3 separate regions of the Rattus norvegicus genome follow, and all the other regions are linked to region 3. The links are chromatin contacts, called in public Hi-C and HiChIP or PLAC-seq maps. All regions are on one chromosome and are shown on one strand. Each heading gives the region's core, a stretch centred on a gene start, on an enhancer-like site or on the middle of the called end of the contact. The rest is flanking DNA. Distances are from core to core; before and after follow the strand shown.

The links. Hi-C and Micro-C count contacts between places; a contact is called where the count stands out from the background. HiChIP or PLAC-seq counts read pairs in DNA pulled down with a chosen protein or histone mark.
Region 1: a contact with region 3 is called in an H3K27ac HiChIP or PLAC-seq map of oligodendrocytes, with 9 times the contacts expected there. The contact joins the enhancer-like site here to the promoter of Psmd7 in region 3. A contact is called at or near these places in 11 of 12 Hi-C or Micro-C datasets (the A7r5 cell line, the Rat2 cell line, frontal cortex and 6 more) and 1 of 1 datasets of contacts at active chromatin or transcription factors (oligodendrocytes).
Region 2: a Hi-C map of Schwann cells shows a contact between it and region 3, with 7 times the contacts expected there. The contact joins the enhancer-like site here to the promoter of Psmd7 in region 3. A contact is called at or near these places in 5 of 12 Hi-C or Micro-C datasets (the Rat2 cell line, Schwann cells, kidney and 2 more).

Annotation. Positions count from the first base shown.
Region 1 is chr19:52,275,390-52,278,306 of GRCr8, forward strand. It overlaps Wwp2 (WW domain containing E3 ubiquitin protein ligase 2), which reads left to right. Exons shown (of 24, transcript NM_001106184.1): 3 at 967-1,114; 4 at 1,409-1,530. Among named protein-coding and RNA genes, the nearest start is that of Wwp2, 20 kb to the left of the region's middle. Within about 2 kb of position 1,527, at least 12 of the 93 cell types and tissues checked have an H3K27ac peak or open chromatin away from gene starts, as enhancers often do. A contact at or near this core is called in the A7r5 cell line, where this site is marked.
Region 2 is chr19:52,203,864-52,206,647 of GRCr8, forward strand. It overlaps Nqo1 (NAD(P)H quinone dehydrogenase 1), which reads right to left. Exons shown (of 6, transcript NM_017000.3): 6 at 1,511-2,358. The coding sequence ends at 2,053. Among named protein-coding and RNA genes, the nearest start is that of Nqo1, 15 kb to the right of the region's middle. Within about 2 kb of position 1,383, at least 14 of the 93 cell types and tissues checked have an H3K27ac peak or open chromatin away from gene starts, as enhancers often do.
Region 3 is chr19:52,409,700-52,412,620 of GRCr8, forward strand. It overlaps Psmd7 (proteasome 26S subunit, non-ATPase 7), which reads right to left and starts at 1,617. Exons shown (of 7, transcript NM_001107426.1): 1 at 1,414-1,617. The coding sequence starts at 1,487.

The DNA of each region.
Region 1 (2,917 bases), core at 277-2,776, 130 kb before region 3:
CATGTAGACCAGGCCATCTTTGAACTTGCAGCACTCGTGTTCTTCCTCAGCTGCTGGGATTGCAGGTATATGTCCCCATCCTAGCCTCAGTGACCTCCTGGGTACAGTCAGGGAGACAGTACATCTCCACTTCATGAGTTGTGGGGCTGCATATGGTGCATGCCTTGCAGTGTCTGTGGTAACTGTTGGTTGAATCTTAGTGATTATCTTTAGGCTATTTTTTTTTAATGGCTTGCAAAAAGTGAGGAAACAGCACTCTACTTTGCAGTGTGGCCAAATGAAGATACTCAGAAGCAGTGCAGGAAGTCCCTGAGGGCTTCCAGGACCCTGGAGCTCTCAAACCTTAAAGGAGGCTCAGCTGCTCTTAGGAGCCATGTTTGTGCTAACTGTCCCAGAGCAAAGAACTGTAAGCAGTTGTCTCAACAATGTAAAAGTTAACACAGCCATGCAGTGGACTTTGTGATAATCGTTTAAAAGTTGATTTGTGGAGACGGGTACAGGCCATTGGGCAAAGCACTTTTCTGTCTCATGTGCTTTTAGGGTGGGAGTGATCTTGCTTTATAGTTCAGGGTGTTTTGTACACTCGTACTTTTTGTTTCTTGTTTGGTCTATACCCTTTCTTCTTGTTCTAAAAAATTGGTTTTGTACATGTGTGTTTGTGTGCACATGATGCTTTGGTCAGTGGTCTATCTTGGGTGTTATTACTCAGGCACTGGCCTTTTATGTGGGCTCTGGGGATGAAAATGAGGTTGTCTAGTGTTTACAGCGAACATTGTTCTGACAGAGCTCTCACAGTGTAATTTCTCAAAAGGTTTTTTTTTTTTTTTTTTTTTTTAAAGAGGACAAAGCAAAACAGCAACAAAAAAGATCTTTTGAAAGGAAATAACCAAAAGGAGCCAGACTATCTGCCCAAGCAGCATATGGGAGTCCTTTAAGTCATCTGCCCTTTCCTTCTGTCTCATCCAGTGGTGTCAGCAAAGCCCAAGGTGCACAACCGCCAGCCCAGAATCAACTCCTATGTGGAGGTGGCAGTGGATGGACTCCCCAGTGAGACCAAGAAGACTGGGAAGCGCATCGGGAGCTCTGAGCTTCTCTGGAATGAAGTCATCGTTCTGTAAGGGTGTCTGCCACTTTTCGAATGCAGGAGGTGGGGGAGAGGAGGCTGGGGCAGTGCCCTCCACTGCCCTTGGCCCCCATGGTGCTCCTCTTTAGGTGTGTGTGTGTGTCATCGAGCTCACAGAGCTCTCATTGTTAGCTAGGGTTACAGGTCAGCGTGTGAGGTGTGTGTGTGACTGTGTCCTGTTTTGTCCCTGTGAGATGTCAGCAGGGTAGCTTTTAGCATTCTGTTCATGTTAAAGGGCGCCTGGCTCATCTCGGGGCTGTGATGAATCACTTATTTGTTTTCCAGGAATGTTACAGCCCAGAGTCATTTAGATTTGAAGGTCTGGAGCTGTCATACCTTGAGGAATGAACTACTGGGCACTGCCTCTGTCAACCTCTCCAATGTCCTGAAGAACAATGGCGGCAAAAGTATGTATGATTCATCTCTAGTCAGGGAAGATATGGCAACCAGACCAGAGGTTGAGTGTTGCTCTGCCCCTTAGAGACCATCTATGGAGCTTGAGGAAGGCAGAGTTCAGCATGCTTGGTCCAGGGCTGTAGGATACAGGACTGTGTTCCCTAATTCTTCCTCAGGGAGGGAGGCTGTCCTATGCACTTTCTCACTCAGGAGACCTACTACATGTTGAGTGCCTCCAGCTGAAATCAGCGCGTTTCTTGTCTGAGCCCTGGAAGAGAACAAAGGAGCTGTGTGCGTGTGCGTGAGTTCCAGGTTTGGGACAGGAATGCAGAAGATGCCCTGTGTCTGCTGGGGATGTGACACAGCTCCATCTGAGTTACCTCGGGCACCTCTGCTGGCTGGACACATAAATCCTCAGCTCTGTTCCTCGCTGTTTGTGGCTTAACCCATGCCTGCGGGCTAGAGACCCTTCCTCATAGAGCCTCTATTCAGAGCAGTTCCATATGTGGCAGCCAACTGCTGTAGAAAGAAAGGCTCCTTTCTCTCCTACCGGGGAGAAGATATTTTTTGAAAGTGAATTTAGTTTAGGTGAGACCAGGGGTAGGGTGTTGAGGCTTAGGTACAGCTTGAGGCTTTTCCTTCAGAGCCCATCGTTCTCGCTGGGGTGCTTGGGAGGGGTTAGCGCCTCCTGTGCTCTTTTCCTTTCTGCTGGACGCACAGCAACATACTGAAGGATTGTTTAGGACCAGGGACATGCCTCTGTTTTAGTTGTTTAGTTGTTTTGTCATTTGAGTTGGCCCTTTTTATGTGTGTGTATGTATGTGTGTAAATGTATGTGTATGCTCATGTGAATGCATACATGTGGTCACCAGAGGTCAATCACAAGTGTCCTTTCTCAAGTGCCATCAACTATGTTTTTGTTTTTTTGAGACCTTGAGCTCACCAAGTATGTTAGGCGTCTGGCTAGCAAGCCCCAGAGATCCTCCTGTTTCTACCTCCTCAGGGTGGGTATTGTAGGACTGTGCACCAAGCCTGGCTTCTTATGTGGGTACCAAGATTTAATCGGGTCTTTGTGACTATGTGGCAAGTACTTTGCCAGCTGAGATCCCCCAGGCCTCTCCACCACTATTTTTTTTAATAGGGACTTTCGTGTAGTCTAGGCTAATCTGATAGGGGATGCACGCCTTTACTCTTAGCACTTGAGAGGCGGAGGATCTGAGTTCAATTCCTAGCTTTTAGGTTGGACAGCTCTAGAGGATCCAATACCCTCCTCTGGGTTCTGTATCTGCAGTCACATGTACATACAAACACATACACATAATTAAAGCTTTTAAAAATCCACAAGTCTTTAAGAAATGTGCAGTGGCGATGCACCCTTCCCTTTCCTCTTGCATCTGT
Region 2 (2,784 bases), core at 133-2,632, 210 kb before region 3:
AAGCAATCAGCATTGTTAGGTCTGCAGATTTCCTGGCCACCTAATTTTGTATATTTTCTTCCCATTTGCCACAAGAGGGCGCACTATTGTCGTCTCCTTGAATTGCACCCAGGTTGGAAAGAGACACCCTTCAAGGTTTGTAGAAAAAGGGTCTCATAGAGCCCAAGATAGCCTCAAACTCACTATGTAGCTCAGGATGACCTTAAATGTCTGATGATAGTCACGTGCCACCAGCATTCCCAGCAAGCATTTCAAGAAATTCAATCGAGCGGCTAGAGAGGTGGCCCAACATTTAAAAGCCCTTGCTGTTCTAGCAGAGGACCAAGTGGAGTTCAATTCTGAGCACTCACAGGGCTTACAAATGCCTGTAACTCCAGCCAGGAGATGTGACTCTGCCTTCTAGTCTCTACAGGCATGCCACACTCACGCGTGCACACACACCTAAATAACACTTAATTTTATGCCAAAATTGGGAACGCAGAATGTAGTTCAACAGTAGGATGCTAGCTTCACATTCGTAAGACTATTCATTAGACACCAACACACACACAGTCTTAAAATTATTTACTGTAGATAATAAGACCTATATGAGGGCTAGAGAGATGGCTCAGTGGTTAAGAGCACTGACTGCTCTTCCAGAGAGGTCCTGAGTTCAAATCCCAGCAACCACATGGTGGCTCACAACCATCTGTAATGGGATTTGATGTGTTTGAAGACAGTATGCTTGTCTACATAAAATAAATATTAAAAAAAAAAAAAGACCTACATGATATCTGCATATTTCCTTAAACTGAATGTAATCATCAGGGCTGGGGAGATGGTTTCATAGCTAAGAGCAGCCACTTGTAACTCCAGCTCTGGGGGCTGGAAGGCCTTCTTCAGGAGTCTGTGAGCACTTGTACACACATATTCATAAACCCTCAGGCACGCGTGCGCGCGCACGCGCGCGCGCACACCCTTCCCCACCCACAGAATTAAAAACAAAACAGATCTTTAAAATAAGAAAGGAGGGGTTGGGGATTTAGCTCAGTGGTAGAGCGCTTGCCTAGGAAGTGCAAGGCCCTGGGTTCGGTCCCCAGCTCCGAAAAAAAGAACCAAAAAAAATAAAATAAAATAAGAAAGGAATGTCATTGATTTCACAATACTACAGAAAAACCTTCCAGACGTTTGGTAGAAGGCTACTGGTTTTCATTTTGGCGTTCAGGATTTATTTGTATGTGTCTACCCATTTTTCGGCTCGCGTGTTATGTCTGTGCACTGCCTGCATGCAGTGCCTGAAGAAACCAGGAGAGGGCGCTGGGTTCTTTAGAACTGGAGTTAGGAACAGCAGTTAGCCTTTAGGTGGGTTTCCTGCTAGAGCCACAAGGGCTCTTAGCTGCTGAGTCATCGCGCCAGCTCAGGAGGGGGCTGTTGTTAAGTATTGAAGGGCTCAAACGCACGCACCGCCATCTGACGTGTGAAATATCCATTTATTTCCACACACACACACACAAAGAAAGAATAGCAAGAATGAGGCGGAGACCTGTTTTTGTATTCATTTCCCAGGACCTGGGTGTGCTATGTACAAGGCAGAGAAGAGCTGGAGAGCAATCCCCCGAGGCTTGTCAGTCACTGCACAGTAATTGAAACCAGGATGGATCATAAACAGGCTTTAGCTAACTGCTAAACAAGTTAGTCCCTCAGCCATTGTTTGAGCAATTCCCTCCTGCCCTAAACCACAGAGAGGTAACTAATAGCAACAAGTGGGTGGAGGATTGGATGCCATTTAGCCAGGGCTAGCCCGAAGAAAAAAGCTTATAGTGTACAAAAGACCTAGAAGAGTATTTTCCCCGCTCGCGGCTACACCTCTCCCTGATTCATATCCCAGGCCACCTGAGGCCCCTAATCTGACCTCGTTCATTTTGCTGTCACAGCCGTGGCAGAACTATCCAAAAACGCATGAGGCGAGCCTCCTCCTTTTCCTATCCTTGTGGAACAAAGGCGAAAACTGAAAGCAAGCCAGGCAAACTGGGGAAAAAGAAACCTGGGTCTAACTACATGGTATGGAAAACCTTATTTTCTAGCTTTGATCTGGTTGTCGGCTGGAATGGACTTGCCCAAATGATGGCCCACAGAAAGGCCAAACTTGTTCTTTTTCTGCTCCTCTTGAACCTCTTTTTTCAGTAAGAATCCTGCCTGGAAGTTTAGGTCAAACAAGCTGCTTGGAGCAAAGTAGAGTGGTGACTCCTCCCAGACAGTCTCCAGACGCTTCTTCCACCCTTCCAGGACCTGCACGCGGGCATCGGGTGGGGTGTGGCCAATGCTGTACACCAGTTGAGGTTCTAAGACCTGGAAGCCACAGAAGCGCAGAATGCCACTCTGGAGAGACACAGAACACAGAGGTAAGGCACGGGAGTGAGTCTGCACTGTAAGCAGGCACCAGAACTTGATCTGGGAATGGAGAGCTGGCTCAATGGTTAAGATTTTCTGTTCTTTCAGAGAACCCAGCTTGGTGCCCAGCACCCATACGGAGGGGTTCACGTGTCACTGCAGTTCTAAGGGATTGGATGACCTTTTCTAACCTCTGGGACACACACATAAATGTAGTATACACACGGAGAGCAATAAAATAAATAGAAATCTTAAAAGAAAGAGAGAGAGAGAGAGAGAGAGAGAGAGAGAGAGAGAGAGAGGAGAGCTGGAGAGATGGCTCAGTGGTTAAGAGCACTGACTGCTCTTCCAAAGGACCTGAGTTCAAATCCCAGCAACCACATGGTGGCTCACAACCATCTGTAATGGGATCTG
Region 3 (2,921 bases), core at 367-2,866:
TTTTCTGGTACAGCCAATTATCCCTATAACATCTGCACCATGCCAACCAGCTCCAGATGTACTGTATCTTCTGGATAACCTAGGGGCTCAGGGAAAGTCAGGCCACACTGGGAGAAAGGCTGGACCGGTGAGAAGGTTTTTGCTTTAGAACTTCCATCTCAAACCTCCTGGATGATTTTCTGCTAAGCAAAGCATATTACTCTGCAAAGAATTATTTTCTTTAGCCACTAGCAAATTATGTATTTGGAATAACTTAGTTTTCTGCTAAGGAAATGTACAAGTCGCGGTAAAACAAACAGTACACCGCTTTACAGCCCCAAGTTTCATGCTAGTTTAACTGTAGTGTTTTGCTTAACATGGAGCCTGTACCTTAAACTTACAGCACAGGCAGAATGAAATAAGGGGTTTTGTATTACTGGTGGCTATGTGTCCCCCCACCCCCTTTCTTTAAACCACTGAAAATACTTCAAACAATGAGTTTCCACACGGCAATGGACACTTCATCTATGGGTCTTTAAAGCCCATCTGTTCTTTGATAGGATACCAGCAGTGTCTGTTCCGACTTGATTCTTACCAAGTGTTAAAATAAAACTGAAACAGTGCTCACCCCATTAGGGCCACTAGTATCCCAGGGGAGTAAAACTGTATCTATTAGGGCCACCGAGCCTGTTAAGACCCAGGCATCCCGAGCAATACAACTGAACCCAGAATCAAAAGCCTCTATCTTGAGATTGTTTTTGGCTCTGGTTGAGTTAGCTGCACAAAGCCTGGTTCGGACCAGGCACTAGCTCGACTTTACAGTAAGCACAGACTCCCTACTGGGTCTTCATATTTGTTAACTCAACTAATTATCTTGTAAAACTTCCGAACACGTGCAACAGGTCTGGCAGGATGAACCGCTGGAGAAGATAAGGGTGGCAGTGAGCTAACCAAGTGTACTGGAGGCTGGCCTCAATCTGCACCTGCCTCACTTTTAGAGGAAAGAGCTGGCACCTTATCCACATTTTAAAGGTACCATCCAACCAGAATCACAATTAGAAACTTGATGGTTTACGATCACTGCCTCATCCAAAAAATCGTCCATCGGGGTCTCCCAGACCAGAATTTCGGTGACAGCTTTTACAGGCACGGACACACTGAAACACTGTCCTAAACGGCGCCCAGCCGTTCTGGTAAAAGGCGCGGCCAAGGCGGGTAGAATCGTCCCGATTCCGGGCACTCAACAGGCGGGCCAGGCTCAGGAGTGGCGGCCTCGGCGGGGCTGCGAGGCTGTCAATGGGTTCCGAGCAGCGCGGCGTGGAGCCGCTGGGGTCGCTTACCCCCCACCCGTGTCCCGGGCCGCTGAGTTTATGCCCGGCGCGCCCGTGACTCAGCAGCCCTGCGCCGTGTGGCCGCCACGCGCCACCCGCTCACCGGTTGAAATGATCCACCACACTGAGCAGCACCAGGGGGTGGACCACCACTTTCTGCACCGCCAGCTCCGGCATCGCGACACAGCCCGACCGCCGGCCCGGCTCCCTGCAACCCGCAAACACCGGCAACCGCAGCGTTACAGGCCGCTCCTCCAGGCCCCAGCACCTCCCCTTCCGGTTTGACCGCCACCGCACAGTCGACTTCCGCTCCCAGAGCGCTTCGCGCGCGTGCCCACACTGTCGCCAGGGACGCCATCTTGAGAAAGGGAAAGGGCTGCCTTGCTTTCTGTGGGATTTAGGCTAGTGATGAAGCTTGACTTGTCATTGGGCCTTGCCCTAGTTTTCTGCCTCAGTTGTTTTCCAGCTCACCATTTCTCCTTCTTGGAAAATTGTAGAAAAAGGTAGATAAACATACATAGTAACAGTTTATACTTCTACCAATCAAATAGTTAACAACTATTTAACTTTATTTATTTATTATAATTTATTTAACTTTCACTTCAAATCATCACTGATTCAAAATTTCGCAAATGAGTTTCATTTATTTGTTTGTTTGTTTATTTTTCAGACAGTGTTTCTCAATGTAACAGCTCTGACTGTCCTAGAACTCACTTTGTAGACCAAGCCGGCCTCCACCTGCCTCTCCCTCCCCCACCCCGCCCCTCCCCCCAGTGCTGGAATATAAAAGCTTGTGCCACAAGGCCCAGTTTTTATTTATTTCTTAATGTTTTGTTTCATTACTTTTGAACTTAAGCCTTATAGAACACTGCCTATGATTCCCTGATTTCAGCCTTTCAAGTACAAGGGAGGGAGCAAATGAGATCACACCTGGTTGAGAGGAGCTCTCAGTATCTAACACCAAGAACACACTTTGGGTGTAGGATTGGATACTTTAATCTACAATTTTTATAATTATCTATAATTTTTATAATTATGCTGGGAATTTTCCTTAATGTTCACTGTTAATCTAATGAATGCAATGACTTTCAGGTTTTATTAATCCCAAAAGATTTGGGGAGAAAGACCACCAACTCAAATCACTGTGGCTAAATTAATTAAAGCAAGCATTTTTTATTTATTTATTTTATTTTATTTTTATAGGTTCCCTGACTTCAATTCAATGGTTGGGTGTAAGTATCTGCGTCTGTCTTGGTCAGCTGCTGGTAGAGCCTCTCAGAGGACAGCCATGCCAGACTCTGTCTGTAAGCACAGCATAGCATTAAGGCAAGCATTTTTATTTGTGTACATTAGCTGTCTCTTCTTAAAAGGGGGATGATTCAAGAAATCAGCAGTGGACATGAGAAAGACAAGGTTTTTATAGCTCAGGGGTAGGGGATTTCCAAATAGGGGATTTGGTGCTCAAAATAGGCAGGGTTCCAGGAGCAGAAAGAACATAAGCATAAGACATTAGTCTAAAGACATGATTGCAAGGTGGCCTTAACAACAACTTAAGGTAGTGAGAGCCAAGGTAGTCATGCAACCTTTTGAAACAAAGCTAGAGTTGCAAGA